2 separate regions of the Sus scrofa genome follow, and region 1 is linked to region 2. Evidence: chromatin contacts called from public Hi-C data. All regions are on one chromosome and are shown on one strand. Each heading gives the region's core, a stretch centred on a gene start, on an enhancer-like site or on the middle of the called end of the contact. The rest is flanking DNA. Distances are from core to core; before and after follow the strand shown. Region 1 overlaps TRAPPC11 (trafficking protein particle complex subunit 11). Region 2 holds the start of ING2 (inhibitor of growth protein 2).

The links. Hi-C and Micro-C count contacts between places; a contact is called where the count stands out from the background.
Region 1: a Hi-C map of skeletal muscle shows a contact between it and region 2, with 4 times the contacts expected there. The contact joins the enhancer-like site here to the promoter of ING2 in region 2. A contact is called at or near these places in 2 of 47 Hi-C or Micro-C datasets (skeletal muscle and subcutaneous adipose tissue) and 2 of 2 datasets of contacts at active chromatin or transcription factors (alveolar macrophages and skeletal muscle).

Annotation. Positions count from the first base shown.
Region 1 is chr15:45,002,579-45,006,568 of Sscrofa11.1, forward strand. TRAPPC11 (trafficking protein particle complex subunit 11) reads left to right here. Exons shown (of 30, transcript XM_003133337.5): 6 at 3,987-3,990. Among named protein-coding and RNA genes, the nearest start is that of TRAPPC11, 15 kb to the left of the region's middle. Within about 2 kb of position 1,928, at least 3 of the 83 cell types and tissues checked have an H3K27ac peak or open chromatin away from gene starts, as enhancers often do. A contact at or near this core is called in skeletal muscle, where this site is marked.
Region 2 is chr15:44,915,602-44,919,347 of Sscrofa11.1, forward strand. It overlaps ING2 (inhibitor of growth protein 2), which reads left to right and starts at 1,994. Exons shown (of 2, transcript XM_003133342.5): 1 at 1,994-3,094. The coding sequence starts at 2,923. It overlaps LOC100621235 (a long non-coding RNA gene), which reads right to left and starts at 1,965. Exons shown (of 5, transcript XR_001301384.2): 1 at 1,880-1,965.

The sequences.
Region 1 (3,990 bases), core at 678-3,177, 87 kb after region 2:
GTGGGTTTTTTTTTTCCCTGAGACTGATTTAAATATGTGGTCCCTATAAGTATTTGCTGTCATCATTATCATCAATTACACTCTTGGATACATTGGAAACAATTTTCTAACTAGCTTAAAACTATTTCAGACAAAGTTTAAATGGGTCTGAACTCGTTAAAAAGATGAAATAGCATACACACATGTACACAGATCCATACAGTTGGATTTGGGATCTCTGATCTGTTTGCCTTTCCATGAGGTAGGAATTGGGACTGCTGTGGGCAGTGATGGGTGGAATGGTATTGAAGCAGGACGTGACTCTCCCCCATACTCCCTCCCCGCTAAAGGGCGAAAGAGGGAGGGATGATACATTTGCTTCTGCTCCACTTTATCCTCAGTATGTTCAGCTTTTAGCCCACGACCTAACTTCAGTAGTAACTTCCTTGTAAGTATTCAGGAGTTCCTTCCTCTGTCCCCCAGAGTTGTGGGGATATTTTTGCCTATTACGTGGTTGGCAAAATTCAGGAAAGCATCTTTTCTTTTGGACTTAAATCTGCATCTATAGGTTTTTTTTTTTCCCCTTGTCTTTTAGGGCCGCACCTGCAGCACGTGGAGGTTCCCAGGCTAGGGGTCGAATCGGAGCTGTTGCTGCCAGCTTACGCCAGAGCCACAGCAACGCTAGATCCAAGCCGCCTCTGACCTACACCACAGCTCACAGCAACACCATGTCCTTAACCCACTGAGCAAGGCCAGGGATCAAACCCGAAACCTCATGGTTCCTAGTTGGATTCATTTTCATCTGAGCCACGACGGGAACTCCTGCATCTGTAGTTTGGAAGCTTGAATGTCCTTCACATGGAAACTGATAGCTCTGTTTCTTGAGTGTTAGTTAGTGAGAGCTTTTCAGAGTTCAGCTGTAGTGGCTAAGGTGTGTTTGTATCCTCTAAAAACTGTGCCTAATTGATGTGCTAGGGCAGTGGCAGCAGATTATGGTACCTTTGTACTAATTTGGCTGAGATGAATACCACGTATCTCTGATAAGTCACTAGAGTAGGGAACTGCTTGTAATCAAAAATTTTTTCTACTTTTTTGCCCCAGCTGTGCCCAGGCCAGGGATCAAACATGTGCCACAGCTGCGACCAGAGCCATAGCAGTGACAATGCCAGATCCTTAACCTGCTGAGCCACCAGGGAGTTCCCTGTAATCAAAATTTTAATCTAAGATATCTGGTAGAGGAGTTCCTGTTGTGGCTCAGCGGTTAATGAATCTGACTAGCATCCATGGGGACGCAGGTCTGATCCCTGGCCTTGCTCAGTGGGTTAAGGATCTAGCATTGCCGTGAACTGTGGTACAGGTGGCAAATGCGGCTCGGATCTTGCGTTGCTGTGGCTGTGGCCAGCAGCCATAGCTCCAATTCGACCCCTAGCCTGGGAACCTCCATGTGCTGCAGGTGAGGCCCTAAAAAAAAAGCCAAAAAAAAAGATACCTGGTAGAATCAGTTCTCTTTTGAGGCAGGTCAGATAATAAATTAAAAATGCAAGTGTCTGTATGCATTTTATACATGTGTATATGTATATATCCACGTGTGCTTGTGTGGTGAGTGTGGGAATATCTTGTCTGGTTCTGAACAAGTTGAGTAGGTTCCTCCCTTCATGGAGGAACTAAATTTAGTTGGTGAGAGTGAAAACACCCATGCTAAATACCAGAAAGCATTGCACCGTGAAATCATGATCGAGCTTGTCAGTCCTCTAGGGTTTCAGGGAACACATGGATAGATGTGGTCCAGGAAGGTCCACAGCTATGCTGTGAAGGTGTAGGTTAGTGGGAGGGAAGTTGTGGCTATTTGGAGGCAGAGGAATGTCATGGAAAAGCCTGGATACTTAACACTCAGCTAGTTTAAGTCACTGAATGGGAAGACTGAACTAGTTGGATTTCTGGTTGTACAGCTCAAACTCAAGGTCTGCTTCCTCAGAAAAGCATTCTTAATTTTTTGCTGGTGCCTCAGCAGTATAATCTTGGGATATCCATTAAAAGAATGGCCTTTTTACTAACCTTCTCATTTCTTGATTAGATTGTCATTCCTTTTTGTTTTTTGAGCAGGTCGTGTGTGTGTGTAGATTAAAAAAAAAAACAACTTAAAAACTGCTACCCTCAAATAGAATGGAAGTGTTTGATTTAAGTTATAAAGTCTTAGAGCACTTAGCCTATATTCAGAGATATCTCTGTAACAACCCTCTTATGTAAAGGGAGGGAGGGATTTTATTTTGTGTTAAGTTTAAAGAAAATAATAGGATTTATCAGGCCTGTTGTGCTCAGTTCTATGTATTAACTGTTCAACAAGTGTTTTATCACCAAATACACATCCAACTTGAAAACCAAAACCAAATTTGTCTTTCATCTTTAGTGACATAATCTAGATTTCTCCATTAAGAAGAATTTTTTGTTTTTGTGTATTAGTCATTCGGAATAACTTATAGACATATTTCTGACTATCAAAAGGTTAGACTTTCTGTTTCCTATTAGTAGAACTCTCCAGTTCGGCTTAATCTTTCAAAAATTATGTGATTCAAAGTTAGAATTTGATTTTAATTATTTTCATATTTTAACATTTAAAAAAATGTAGTTTTAAAAATAAAAAATCTTAACCTAGGAAGTATATTGAATTTTAAAGTTTTGACTAATCCATTTTTTTTTCCCTTACATATTTTCCTTAGATGTGTCTAAACCCTTTGAATACAGCTTCGAAATTCTATTTTATTCTAAGGAGGAAGAGCCTTGACGTTCAGTCTTTTTTTTTTTAATTTAAGTCCAGTGTTTATCTGACTTTGAATTCAGCTTTCTTTCATGCCCTTGGGGAGTTACTTCTATTATGTAGTTCTTTTTACAAATGGGACTTTGAGATGTTTATCCATCTCTGGTCATATTTTCTAGGTTTCTCTGTAATTTCATAGTTTTCGAATGAAGCAGCATTTAATTTATATATATATATATTTTTTTTGGTCTTTTTAGGACTTTGCCTGTGGCATATGGAGGTTCCTAGGCCCAGAGTTGAATGGGAGCTGTAGCTGCTGGCCTGTACCACAGCCACAGCAATGCCAGATCCAAGCTGTATCTGTGGCCTACACCACAGCTCATAGCGATGCTGGATCCTTAACGCACTGATCGAGGCCAGGGATTGAACCTGCATCCTCATGGATACTAGTCAGATTCATTACCACTGAGCCAGGATGGGAACTCCAGTTTATACAAATATTATTTTTCACTTCCTTTGCCAGTTCTTATTTTTTGTCCTTTTCCCATTATAATAATGGGAAAAAAGTTTTCTTATTCTTTAGACCCTAAATATTAAAGTCACAAAAAATGGTCAGATTTAATTGAGTATTAGATATCTGTGTCTTTCATGCTTTTTATGAAGTTATAAAATTATTAAATAATAAGGGTGGGAGATTACCTTATTTATTTATTTATTTATTTGCCTTTTAGGGCTGTACCCAAGGCATATGGAGGTTCCCAGGCTAGGGGTCTAATCGGAGCTACAGCTGCCAGCCTACGCCACAGCCACAGCAACGCCAGATCCGAGCCTTGTCTGTGACCTACACCACAGCTCACAGCAACGTCAGATCCTTAACCTATGGAGCAAGGCCAGGGATCAAACCTGCAACCTCATGGATACTAGTTGAATTCGTTTCCGCTGAGCCATGATGGGAACTCCGAGATTACCTAGTTTATACAGATTACCAGAAAGTTATTTTTGTTAGTTATTTCTTGGGTTGTAAATAATTTTAAATGACTTTTGAAAGGTCTTATCTTTAGGGTTTTTTACCTAAAAAAATCAGGTTATATTTTGCATCACTTTTTATCTTTCTAATGAAGTAAACCAGACTTCATGAAGTAATGAAGTAATCTTCTGTCAGGATATCACTTTCAAGTCTTATAAATACAATTCTTGAAAACACTTTGGTTTAAAATAACTGTAGTGTTTGAATGTTTTTTTTTTTTAACAGATTA
Region 2 (3,746 bases), core at 744-3,243:
CGAGCCGTGTCTGCAACTTATACCACAGCTCACGGCAGATCCCTAACCCATTGAGCAAGGGCAGGGATGGAACCCACAACCTCATGGTTCCTAGTCGGATTCGTTAACCACTGAACCATAACGGGAACTCCGAGAATTAGGGACTTTTAAATACTGTATTTAGCAGGGTACAGGAACCCAATTTGAAAAGGCCCCAAGTTTCCAGCTAAGTAATTACTGAGAAGAAAAGGACATGATAAATAACCAAGGTCAAGGGTTGAGTTTGGGGAGGTTGGTGATTTTTTTTTTTTTTTAATTCTCTCCACCCAGTCTGCTTTCAAAAGTATGGCAGGAATAAGCCTTTGATTCGTTTTTGTAAATTAATATAGCAAGAAAAGCACTTGTCTGAAATAATTCACACCCACATATATATGACCAGATAAGAGTGTCCTTAGGTTTAGAAAAACACAAGCTCAAAAATCATTATCTGGATTTTTTTTTTTTTTTTGCTTCCTTTCAGCTTGTTCAATAGGATTATGAAAGGTGAAAATAATGCTCTAAAAGTTTTACATTTGCATATTCATCCTCCCTTCATCTCATGCTCTTCTGTTCTTGGAGGGAGTGCTCTAGGTATTCAGAATCACTGCCTTTTCTCACTTCTACTTTCTAACCATGTGTCATATCTGCCTGCAGATCACTATTTAGGCTGAATAAAATCATAGGTGCATTCTATGTCTAATCAGAATCAATAAATAATAAGACATTGTGCATTATTTGGGGCCTTCAAAAAAACCCTAACCGATTTAAATCTATGTGTAAACAAAACTAGTAAGGTTCAGGCAAAAAGTGATAAAATTCAATTTTTCACAGTGACTGTTTTTTGACAAGATCTGGCTGCTTAACCTAAGAGATTTAAAGGAGGACAACAATAAGAAACCTAGATGATTCTCTGAAATACAATACTACACTGCCTGGGTTGAAGTGGTCAAAACCTCAAAGTGTCACAGGAAAATAGCACATGACAATCTTCGAGTCCTGTGTAATATTACTTTGTTCCCAAGACTCAAATTTCCAAGAATGCTTTGTTTCGGCTTTAAAATTTAAAATATCCTGTACCTCAAGGTCTAGATTTCTCTTTGCATGTCAATGGTAACCATACTATTAACAGCTATTTCAAAAGTACTCTAAATAGGTCACCATGCAAGTGCACCACCGCGGCGAACCAAATGGATATAAGGAGAAATCCAAATTTATCACCCACTCACGTTTTCTTTTTAACTCAAATGTGCTACTCACAATAGTGTTTGTTTACTTTGGCACGCCATTAAAATTCTCTTTGTATTAGTTCTCTTTACACCCGTTTCTTCCAAAAACACACGTCATTATACAAACTGAGTCCATCTGAAATTAAAATTAGCTCCTCTGCCTGGCATTTCAGTTTACAAAAGACAGAAATTAAACCCTGTCGACCGATCACCTAGATGAGGACGTGAACCTGATTCCTAATTAGGTTTTTCCTCGCGTCTTCACCACCCCTTGTCCTCGGGCCCCCCAGTGTTTTTCTGTCTTAGAGGAGAAAGATGTTAAGGTGGTGGTGAACCTCAAGCCGCCAGGAAGCCCTAGCCGACGTTTAATGCTTAAACGTTCTGATCCCCCGGGGGGAAACTTTTTTCTTTTTCTTTTTTTAAGGTTACCCGTTGGACAGTTTTCAGGGCAGTCAGCCCACACTAAACTCGATCTCCCAAGAGCGGGAGGGTGGACAAAACCTGCACGGTCGTGGGACGGCGCGGGGGGGCCCCGCGTCTGAGGAAGGGTGGGACCTCGTTGAAGCCAGGAGATTCAAAACACGGATCGACTAAGGGAGAAAGAAACCTCAGGGGGCTGTGGGGGCACCGCCTACCTCCGCGATCAGCCCCGGATGCTCCGGGAGCCTACAGGCCGCGGCGGGAGGAGGACCGAGCCCGAGGGCGGTGCCGAGCGGGCGGGCACACAGCCGCCGCGCATGCTCGGAGCCGCGCCCGCTGCAAGCCGCCGCGTCGACCCGCAAGGCCTCCCTCCAGGGTCGCGGCGGAGAGCCACCGCCCGCTGCTCCTTTTAAGGCTTGCGAGGGGCCGCGCTTGATCCACCTGATGGGGGAAAAGTCGGTAACACCGGGCTGGGGGAGCTGGTCCAAGCTTCCCCCTCCCTGTGGGAAGGACGAAAGGGAGGACTCAGCCGTCAGCCCCCGCAAGTCCCATTCAGACCTTGAGCAAAGAGGTGGACTTGACAGTGCTTCCCCTTTAAGAGGGGGCGGTGCGCAGCCTGCCGTTTGGCTGCCCTTCGCACCCTCCCCCCGCCCCGGGCCGAGAGTTTACAGACCAATCACCCGGGTGGCGGAGGGAAGGCGGGAGAATGCGAACCTTTCGGTAGGGCGGTAGGGGCGGGCCCCCGGCCTTATTAGGAGGGAGGCCTGCGCAGGCGCAGACGCGTCCGCAGCCGGAGGGGCGGGGGCAATCCAGTGAGAGACTCTCCGACAGGCACCGAGGGTGATTGGGAGGAAAGGGGCAGCGAAAGGCTTGTCATGGGGTTCCGAGCTGCGAAGCGGCATCGGTAGCATCTGGGGATTTTGAGGGGGACAGGAAGTGTCAACGCCCGGGACCCCGGCGCCAGCTCCGCTGGGGGGATCCCCGCTGCTCTAGTCCTGGGGAGGGAGGGGAAAAAGGAGGGAGCCCAGATCTCGCCCCGCCCCTGGGCTTGTTACCGCGGGGGCGGGGAGTGAGGGCTTCTTTTTGGGGGGAGTGGAGATCGGGGGACTCGGCTGTGCCCTCCTGAGCGGCTGCGGGTGTCCCCGCGGCGCCGGGCTGCGGAGCAGAGGAGCCGCGGCGGCCGTGGCTGTTGCATGAGTGGCTGCTGGATGCGGAGGCGGCGGCGGCGGCGGCGGCGAGGAGCAGCAGCGGCGGCAGGATGTTAGGGCAGCAGCAGCAGCAACTCTACTCGTCGGCCGCACTCCTGACCGGGGAGCGGAGCCGGCTTCTCACCTGCTACGTGCAGGACTACCTCGAGTGTGTGGAGTCGCTGCCCCACGACATGCAGAGGAACGTGTCCGTGCTGCGAGAGTTGGACAACAAATATCAAGGTAGGGGCCGCGGGACTGCCTGTGCGGGTCCTCCCCCAACTCATCCGCTGGCCGCCGGGCACGGTCCCTCGGAGCCTGCCTGGGGAAGTGCCGCTTTCCATTTCTCCTGTGACAGTCTCCCCGAGTGTACAGAGGGGTCTGGTGTGTGGGACGGGAGAACGGGACTGGAGACGGGGTTCGCGGCCCTCCCTTCCCCCTGCGGTCGGCGAGGACTTCTCTTGGAGTCTCAAGGGTGGAGGTGGGGGCGGCTCGACAGCCCCCGCTGCAGACCCGGAGGCTGCAGCTGGTGTGGAGGGGAATCAGCCATTTTAAGCAGCAAGCATTTGTTCCGGCGCTCCCCTGCCCGGTGCCGCAGACCCTCCTGCCCCGGCCGGGGAGTGTACGGCCAGGCGGGGCTGTGGGGAGTGAGCGGCCGGCCGCGGCCGGACTCCCGCTGGTCTCCTGGGCCTGGCTTTCCCCACCCCCCAGGTGGGCCCCCACTCCTTGAGAGCAGATGCATTGGAACGTGCGAGGGGGAGGGGGCTAGAGGGCTGCGAAGGCGGCCTCCGGGGAGGTCCCTCCGTCGGCTCTCAGGCTCCGGACTCGGGAATAGTAGTCTCCTCTCCCGCCCCAGGGAAAGTTCCGGGCCGTAGCCTTTCCCAACTTGTTCAGC